Regions from separate parts of the Mus musculus genome. Here region 2 is linked to region 1. Evidence: chromatin contacts called from public HiCAR-type data. All regions are on one chromosome and are shown on one strand. The core of a region is the stretch at or near the end of the contact, and the rest is flanking DNA. Distances in the headings are between cores, read along the strand shown. Region 1 holds the start of Tbr1 (T-box brain transcription factor 1). Region 2 holds the start of Fign (fidgetin).

The links. HiCAR-type assays count read pairs that join an accessible place to other places.
Region 2: a contact with region 1 is called in a HiCAR-type map of astrocytes, with 5 times the contacts expected there. The contact joins the promoter of Fign here to the promoter of Tbr1 in region 1. A contact is called at or near these places in 1 of 39 promoter capture datasets (embryonic stem cells) and 2 of 115 datasets of contacts at active chromatin or transcription factors (astrocytes and embryonic hindbrain).

Annotation. Positions count from the first base shown.
Region 1 is chr2:61,802,153-61,806,272 of GRCm38.p6, forward strand. It overlaps Tbr1 (T-box brain transcription factor 1), which reads left to right and starts at 2,301. Exons shown (of 6, transcript NM_009322.3): 1 at 2,301-3,247; 2 at 3,822-3,976. The coding sequence starts at 2,556.
Region 2 is chr2:64,095,789-64,099,908 of GRCm38.p6, forward strand. Fign (fidgetin) reads right to left here and starts at 2,250. Exons shown (of 4, transcript NM_001267846.1): 1 at 2,054-2,250; 2 at 1,107-1,276.

The DNA.
Region 1 (4,120 bases), core at 1,051-3,550:
TTCCTTGTGAATATACACCAATTTCAAGGCAAAGCCTGTATGTGAGGAACCACTAGGTTTTGGGGCTGATTATTGAAAATGGGTCACAGTGCTTATTCACCTCCAAATTTAAAAACTAACAAATGTGCATTCCTTTTCTACCCTCTTTACACTTAGATGGGCAGTTTTTGATTCCTTGTGTTTTTAAGAAGCCAGTTCTGAGTGTCCAGGATAGCAAAAGGCTTCCAAAACCTCAGGTGGTCTGTCACCTTCATATATGTACTTGAGGCTTTGTGTCCTGTTCAAGGGGCAAGATGAGGTGAGAAGCAGGAGGGTGAGGAGAGGCACTTGGTGACAGGAGCCAATGTTACCCGCAGAGGAGGACACAACCAGGTAAAATGGGACAAAAGTAGCAGCAAAGATTGAGGGAAACATCAAATGTCATCACACATATTCACCCCACCAACAACAACCTGGGTACTCCAATTCTGCCTCAAAGGCTAAAATCCAACTGGATAGGAGCTGAGATTTGCTTTCAAAGGGAAACCGGGTCTAACATTATTTTTCTCCCAGAAAATTGCTTCTACTTGATTCTTAGACATCTGATCATCAACCTGTCCGGCCTATGGCCACCAGTGCCAGGTCTTGCTCCTGTGCCCTGTGGGAGGCTGCAGCTGGTACCCTCTGCAGCCACAGCGCCAAGCCTCCGAGGGAGGTGGTGCAGTCTGCTCAGTGCTGGCCGCTGCAGACCAAACTCCAGCACATCTTGAATCTGTTAACTCTTTTCTGACCATACCCAAGTTCCACCCAGCTTTGAACTCTGCTGCTCTGGCGGGGCTACTCAGACTGAAGGCTTGAAGGCAGAGGCACCATCTGGAGGAGATAGATTCCCAGACCCAGCCTGCCTGAGGCATGGGTGGAGTGTGAGCCTCTCGGTCCTGAGCCAGACAGGTCGCCTGGCACTCTCTTAGTCCCCCTGAGCTCACCACCTTGCTGGCCGAGCTGAGCTAAGCCCGGGGTTGGCTCTGCTTTTCTGCACCTCTTGCCTTCAGGGTTGGCCATGCCTGGACACAAGCATGAGCTCTGGGTTTATAGATCTCAGGCTCTCTTGGCTCGAGGCCGAAGGCTAGCCGCCTGTGAAAGCAGGTACTAGATCTTTTCTCTCTATACCTCAGAGTTGCTTGGGGCCTCGTATTACTTGTGCCAAAATCTCTTTACATCGATTCTTTTCGCTAATCCTCTTTTAAAAATTACTGGCATGGGTTCTTTTTCTCTCCCTCTGGATTATGTAAACATTACACACACACACACACACACACACACACACACACACACACACACACACACACACCACACCAGTCAGTAAGATCATCGCATTGACACCGCTTCCACTCTGTCTCCCCAGATCAACGCTTCTAGAGAACCCATTTGCACTGGGGACTCAGCCCTCTCTTTTTCCTGGCGAGGCTTATGAACCTGTCACCAAGCCAGTGCCTCGGAAAGGAGGAAGTGCGGTGGGGCTCAAAGGATACATGGCGCCCGCCCCCAGCTAGCTGCTCTTCAGATGATCTGCAACCAAGTTGGCTGATAAAATATTTAGTAACGACCCAGTAAACATGACTGCAAATACATTAAAGCACTTCAGCGCGACAGCTTATGATTATTTCAAAACTTAAAAAGGAGATCATAGATTGTCACTGTTTCTGTACCCCTGCCGGAAACCGAACCTTCCCGAGGTGGGTTGCTGGGTGGGTTAACTGCTTTGCCTCCTCTTCTCCTCTCTTAACGCTGTGGCTTTCAGCGGCAGAGGTTTGTTTATTTATTTATTTACTCGTGTAGTTTAAAGGTGGGGGAGGGGGCGGCAAGGACACGCAATACCGATTCAACAAAGCACAGGCTCAGGTGTGTGTGCTTCTGTGTATTAACTGGAAAAGACAGACTCTGGAAGTTTTACAGGGCGAGAAGAGGCCACCGGCTCGCGCTTTGTATACTTTGCACTTGAAATCGTTACATTCAACTGAATATTTGGCTCATTCAGATCCGAAAAGTCTCCTAGCATCATCGAATTCCCTCCTCCGCCCCTCCTCTCTAAAGAGAGGGGGGGGGGTAAGGAACTGTTTAGTAAATTGCACATCTTTGAATCTTCCTGAAGCAGTGGTCACAAAGCTTAAAGGTGACATAACAGAGCTCACGTAAACCAACACACTTTCCCCACCCCCCAAGCCAACAATAAAATCATCCCCTTCAATTTGCCATGATCGTCGCGACCAGGAGCCAGGTGATTATCCTAATTAATGTCTATCTAATTAAATTACTGTCAGCAGCTAACCAATGGCAAGAGCCGTTTCATCGGCTGCATAAGCAGCAAGATCAAAAGTGAGCCTTTTCTGATTGCTGCATAGTGTCAATTGGCCAATCTCTTCTCCCAGGGAAAAAAAAAAGTAAATCAAACCTTTGAGAAGCATTTGCTGGTTGAAGTGCTTTCTGTCTAGTGAGGGGTCTGTGGATTCCTAGTGTATGATAAACAGGACTTTAAAACCCAGGGACGGGAGGGCCAGCGTTCAGGTTCTAGAGCTATGCAGCTGGAGCATTGCCTCTCTCCTTCTATCATGCTCTCCAAGAAATTTCTCAATGTGAGCAGCAGCTACCCACATTCGGGCGGATCTGAGCTTGTCTTGCATGATCATCCCATTATCTCGACCACTGACAACCTGGAGAGAAGTTCACCTTTGAAAAAAATTACCAGGGGGATGACGAATCAGTCAGATACAGACAATTTTCCTGACTCCAAGGACTCACCAGGGGACGTCCAGAGAAGTAAACTCTCTCCTGTCTTGGACGGGGTCTCTGAGCTTCGTCACAGTTTCGATGGCTCTGCTGCAGATCGTTACCTACTCTCTCAGTCCAGCCAGCCACAGTCTGCGGCCACCGCTCCCAGTGCCATGTTCCCGTACCCCAGCCAGCACGGACCGGCGCATCCCGCCTTCTCCATCGGCAGCCCCAGTCGCTACATGGCCCACCACCCGGTCATTACCAACGGAGCTTACAACAGCCTGCTGTCCAACTCTTCGCCGCAGGGCTACCCCACGGCCGGCTACCCCTACCCACAGCAGTACGGCCACTCCTACCAAGGAGCCCCTTTCTACCAGTTCTCCTCCACCCAGCCCGGGTTGGTGCCCGGCAAGGCGCAAGTATACCTGTGCAACAGGCCACTTTGGCTGAAATTTCATCGGCATCAAACGGAGATGATCATCACTAAACAGGGAAGGTAATGCTACTTTCTTGGCTGCCGCTGTTCCAGGCGTGACCCTGGGCGAACGCACCCAAGTTGTGACCGCCGGGCAGCGACTATGTGGGGTCGGGGAGCGGAGTGGAGAGGCGCTCGGGTGCGTCCTGGAGTTGGCTGGTTTTGGAAAAGGGGAATGTGGAAGGGATAATAACCACCGTGATGTTGGTGGCGGGGAGCCTGCTGTGCCAATGCGGTCGGAGAACCAGTCAGTGGCTAGAGCACGACGGAGAGCCGCGGCCGCTCCTAGGCATTCAGAGCGACGCATCAAAGCTGGCCCGAGCCGACAGGTGGAGAAGCAGGCCGCCACCGGCTCTCCACCGAGCACTGATCCCTGTTGGTCCCCCACTGCAGAGCGCTCGCTGCTCTTCCCGACTTCGGCCCTACGTCTTCCCTTCTCCCACTACCCCCTTTCCTAGATCAGCAGACATTTCGTTCAGACACGCGGCGAGGACAAGTTTTGCTTAGCTTTCTGGCGCCCCGCTTCTTGCATTTAATCTTTAACATTTATTTTCCCTTTCCCCCCTTGTTTTCTCTCTCTTCTTAATTTAAACAGGCGCATGTTTCCCTTTTTGAGTTTTAACATTTCTGGTCTCGATCCCACCGCTCATTACAATATTTTTGTGGATGTGATTTTGGCGGATCCCAATCACTGGAGGTTTCAAGGAGGCAAATGGGTTCCTTGTGGCAAAGCGGACACCAATGTGCAAGGCAAGTCCTTCCAATTAACACGTTTTCTTGACACTTATTTAGGTGAGAATGATTAATTAAAGCCTTTTGTGGACTGGCTCGAGCGACTTTTTAAAAACGGTCGGCCAATGACTTCCTAAAGAAGAGAGGGACAGGGGACAGACA
Region 2 (4,120 bases), core at 1,000-3,499, 2.3 Mb after region 1:
CGCCTGGCAGCTTTGACCCTCTCTCGTCTCTTTTATTCCTCTTCCCTGCTTTCCCTCTTTTCAAGAGAAACCCATGGCATGGGGGAAAGTGTACCAACAACAAGAACCAGTTTAAAGTGCACATATTCTTTGGTCATGCAAAATACTTTCCCATCTTCTTCTTGTTGTCCCCTCTTAGACTTAATTGAATATCACAAAGTGTACCAATAGCACAGCCACTAGAGCTATTGAAAACCCCTCTCACTCCATTTAACTGACTTTAAAAAAAAAAAGAAAGAAAGAAAAAGAGAGAAAGAGGAAAGAGTGATTACAAATAAAGTCATTTTCAGTTCCTGATTATTTAATTCTATCACAGGTTAAAAGTAAAAAGCTCTGACAGGCAGACAAGTGAATGGCAAGGGGGAAAAGAAAAAAGAAAAAAAGAAAACTACCAGTCTTTCTTACAAGATGTTAAAACTGGAGTGATAAAAATTATACACATATATATCTTACTTTCATGTAAAAGATACGCCATCACCCACTCACCCAAACGGCGGAAAATCCACACAGAAGAACCGAATACTCCATAAAGTGCAATCAAGGGAGCAAACAGTCAAATTCCATTAAAAGGTTGGGGTTGGGAGAAAAAGAAAATTCCATCCAGTCCTGTGTGTGTACATATATATGGATATATGTATAAACACTTTCATTACTTAGCAGTCTTTGCCCCACACTCCCACCCTCTCCATCCACCTAACCCCCACCCCAAAACAACAACAACAACAAAAATCCCACCCCGAGTTTAACTAATTTACATACCATTTGACTTCACCCCTGTTGAGAGCATTAATAGAAACATGCAACTTCAAGATTAGAGCTAAAGCCAATGAAAGTGTCCGCAAATAACATATTAATAAAAACTGAAATGCATAAAGAAGTGAAAGCAAATACAAAAAAAAAAAAAAAAGCACAGTGACAGATTAAAATAAACAGACATAGACATGTTTAAAAAGAATTGGACATCATGAGCATCTGGTTCCCAAGCAGCCTCCAATGGTTTTTATCATGCTATTTAATTTGTCTTCCCTATTTAAATGCAAAGGAAGTAAATTCCAAAACTGACATACCATAAACACTGGTGCTACTGATCATTTCTTGCTGGTAGCACAAAAAGCTGAATTGGATTTCTCACAAGCAGGAATTCCAAAGGTTGCTTTTCATTAAAGCCACTTTTCCTCTCAGCTATCAAATGTCACTGCCTTGAAACGTGGGCCCTTTCGTCAGGTATTCATTTAACCTACATGCATATAATTAAGGGGGAAAGCAACATCAACAAAAAGGGGATCTCAGATCACAGGAGAAGAAAGAAAGGAAAAAAAGCACATGACCGGGAATACAAGTCCATGTCAATTTCACTCACTCCCATTGAAACTAACAAGAGCTCCGGGGAGGACGGTAATAGGATCAGTGGATTGTATATACCATTAAATTATACATCTTTCTCTCCCGTTCCTTGCCAACAATACGCCCACCACGCTGTACCCCCTCCCGCATGATGTGCTTACAGTTTTCTGCAACCGATCCTCTGACATTTTTCTCGATCCCCCAGCCACGAGATTGTAATTTAACCTCAACTTTTTGTGTGTGTGCAAGATTCTTATTTACACTTCTTATTTACTTAGAAGTTAGTTCCCGAAGAAAGTCTAGCCCCACCCTATGGCTCCGCTTTCTTATTTTATTTTTTTTATTTTTTGAGGTAAAAAGATAGTAGTGAGTAAGCCCAATATCGCGAAAAGCGAGATTCTTGCAGTCACGAACTCTTAATCCCATACTATTGTTATAACGATTAAGCTGCAGAAATATGCATCATAATGTTTCAGGGCTACTTTGTACAGAGAAATTAGACAGCAGGTTGGCGTACAAAATAGAAACGAATGCAAATTAAATTTACTGTTTACGGCACAACTCTGAGACCTCTTCTCACTACAGGTCTTGGATCTATCTATATTCTTTAAAAATAAAACAAAAACAAAAAATTTAAACAGATGGTAAAAAACTACGAAGCTCTCCTTACCTGGACGCGCAGAGCGAGCTCCCGATAGGTTAGCGTAGCATCGATCCGATGTGTTTGCTGATGAATGGAAGCTAGGGTTAAGTGAAGGTGCCTATGATTTGAAATCATTCCAAGTTTTTGAAGGGAAGACGGACTGCAGCCTCTGCCATGTTGGAATTTCAAACCCAAAACAGCTGCTTGGAAGGAGCCAGCATGCCAGAGGCTGAGCGCAGGCGCAGAGCGCCGCCGAGCCAAATTCAAATCACTTTCACACTAAGAGCCAAAGATCAGTTTTCAAAGGAGAGAGGGAGAAAGAGACGCAGGCGGCCGCGCGGCCGGGCGTCGGGAGGCAGTGGCGAGAGGCGGGCGTTGGAGCGCGGCGGGCCGGGAGCCCCGGGAGGGAGCGGCGGCGCGGGCCGGGACTGCAGGGGGAGCGGAGGCGGGAGGCGGCGAGCGGCGCCCGGCCGCGGGCGGACAGGGAGGGCGCAATGGCCGGCCGCCGGGTCATGTTACACGGCCCGGGCCTCGGCGGCCGCCCAGCCTCACAGCTGCGCTCCCGCGGCCCGGAGGGGGCCCCGAGGTCATGCCGGCGCGCGGGGACGCGGAGCCCGGCCCAGCCCGCGCGCGGGGAGCGACGCCCCCGGGGGAAGCGAGCCCCGCTGTCCACGCGCGATCGCGCGTCCCTGAGGGCCCCTCCCCGGTCCTCCGGTCACCACCGTAGCCTGGCCAGCCCTCCCTGCTGCTGCGCGCACGGGACGGGGACCGGGACGTGGAGCCGGGACGTCCCCTATCCCCGAGGCTCCCCGCACCAGTCCGAAAATGACTTTATCTGCTAGGGAGAGGCAAGTTGGGGAGGCAGATCAGCTTGAACCCACTTCACCGCCTCCACCTCCCCGGGAATAAATAAAAACCCTAAGTATCTAGGTGTGCGGTCCCCTCTCAAGCTCCCCCGGCTCCCCTCCCTACCTCCCCCAGGCGGCTCGGGCAGGGGAGAGCAGCGCCCGGGGGCCCACGGTGAGGGCTGTTGGTGCGCAGGCAGAGACCTGGGGCTTCAGCTTTCCCAGCCCCCCGCTATGGAGCAATCTGGGGACCCAGGAGAAGGAAGAGAGTCGGGGCTTTGTGGTGCTGGGAGCTGAGGAAGAATGAAATGTGCAGTTGAGTGTGTGGCTCGCATCCCAGGGAGCAGTGCCGTGCTGATTGTCTGTGGCTGAGATAGCCTTTTGTTCGCAACATAAGGTTTAAGAAACACACACACGTTTTCTGGGGTCTCTTGTTAGATGTAAATGTGCTGCATCCAGACGCTTACTATGCAGTGTAAGCTCAGTTGGTTTACTAATCACCCCGCCCCACCCCCAAACAATCAGGATCATTTGAATGGGAACCTCATTCAGACTTCTGGGCTGAGAGGATTGCCTTCAACCTATTTCATCCTAGACTAGCCAACCATCCAACTGAGATAATAAAGCAAACAATAACATTTGATCATGATGTCTACGAGATAATGTGCCCGGCAAAGTTCTTAAGGAATTGTAATGAGAGAAAGAGAGAGTTGGGCAATAATTTCTCTTCATTTTCATTAAATATGACTTTAATAGATAAATGGTGAGTTTATACTTTGGCCTGCTGGATGTCCAGTCCTCTATATTTCAACTAAGCTGAGAATGCAAGAGGCAAATTATGTATTCGACCAGGAGGCCATCTAGCTGAAAATGTTACTTTGAAGGTTGGAGCAGAAAATACACTTGTTTAGGAAGAATGTCCTTCCTCACTGTCCGCATGTCTGTCCGTATGTCTGCTAGCTTCTAGGCTGGAGCTTTAATAGACAAAACTCCAGCTCTCATAAAAGGCCAAACATATACTTAGAAATTCATTTCTTTCTTCATTTGAGATTTTCTTGCATCTCAATAGATGCACTTATCACAATAAATTAAATGGTTAAATCTGGGCAGATGACAATTAAAAAGAAAAGAGAACTGGATATCAAAAATAATGTTTGTTAAGAATTAGATTTCTATTTAGAATAGATTTCTGGATTTTTTTTTTTTAACTAGGATTGGAAACGAAGCAGAAGAACTGTATTCTGAGGCA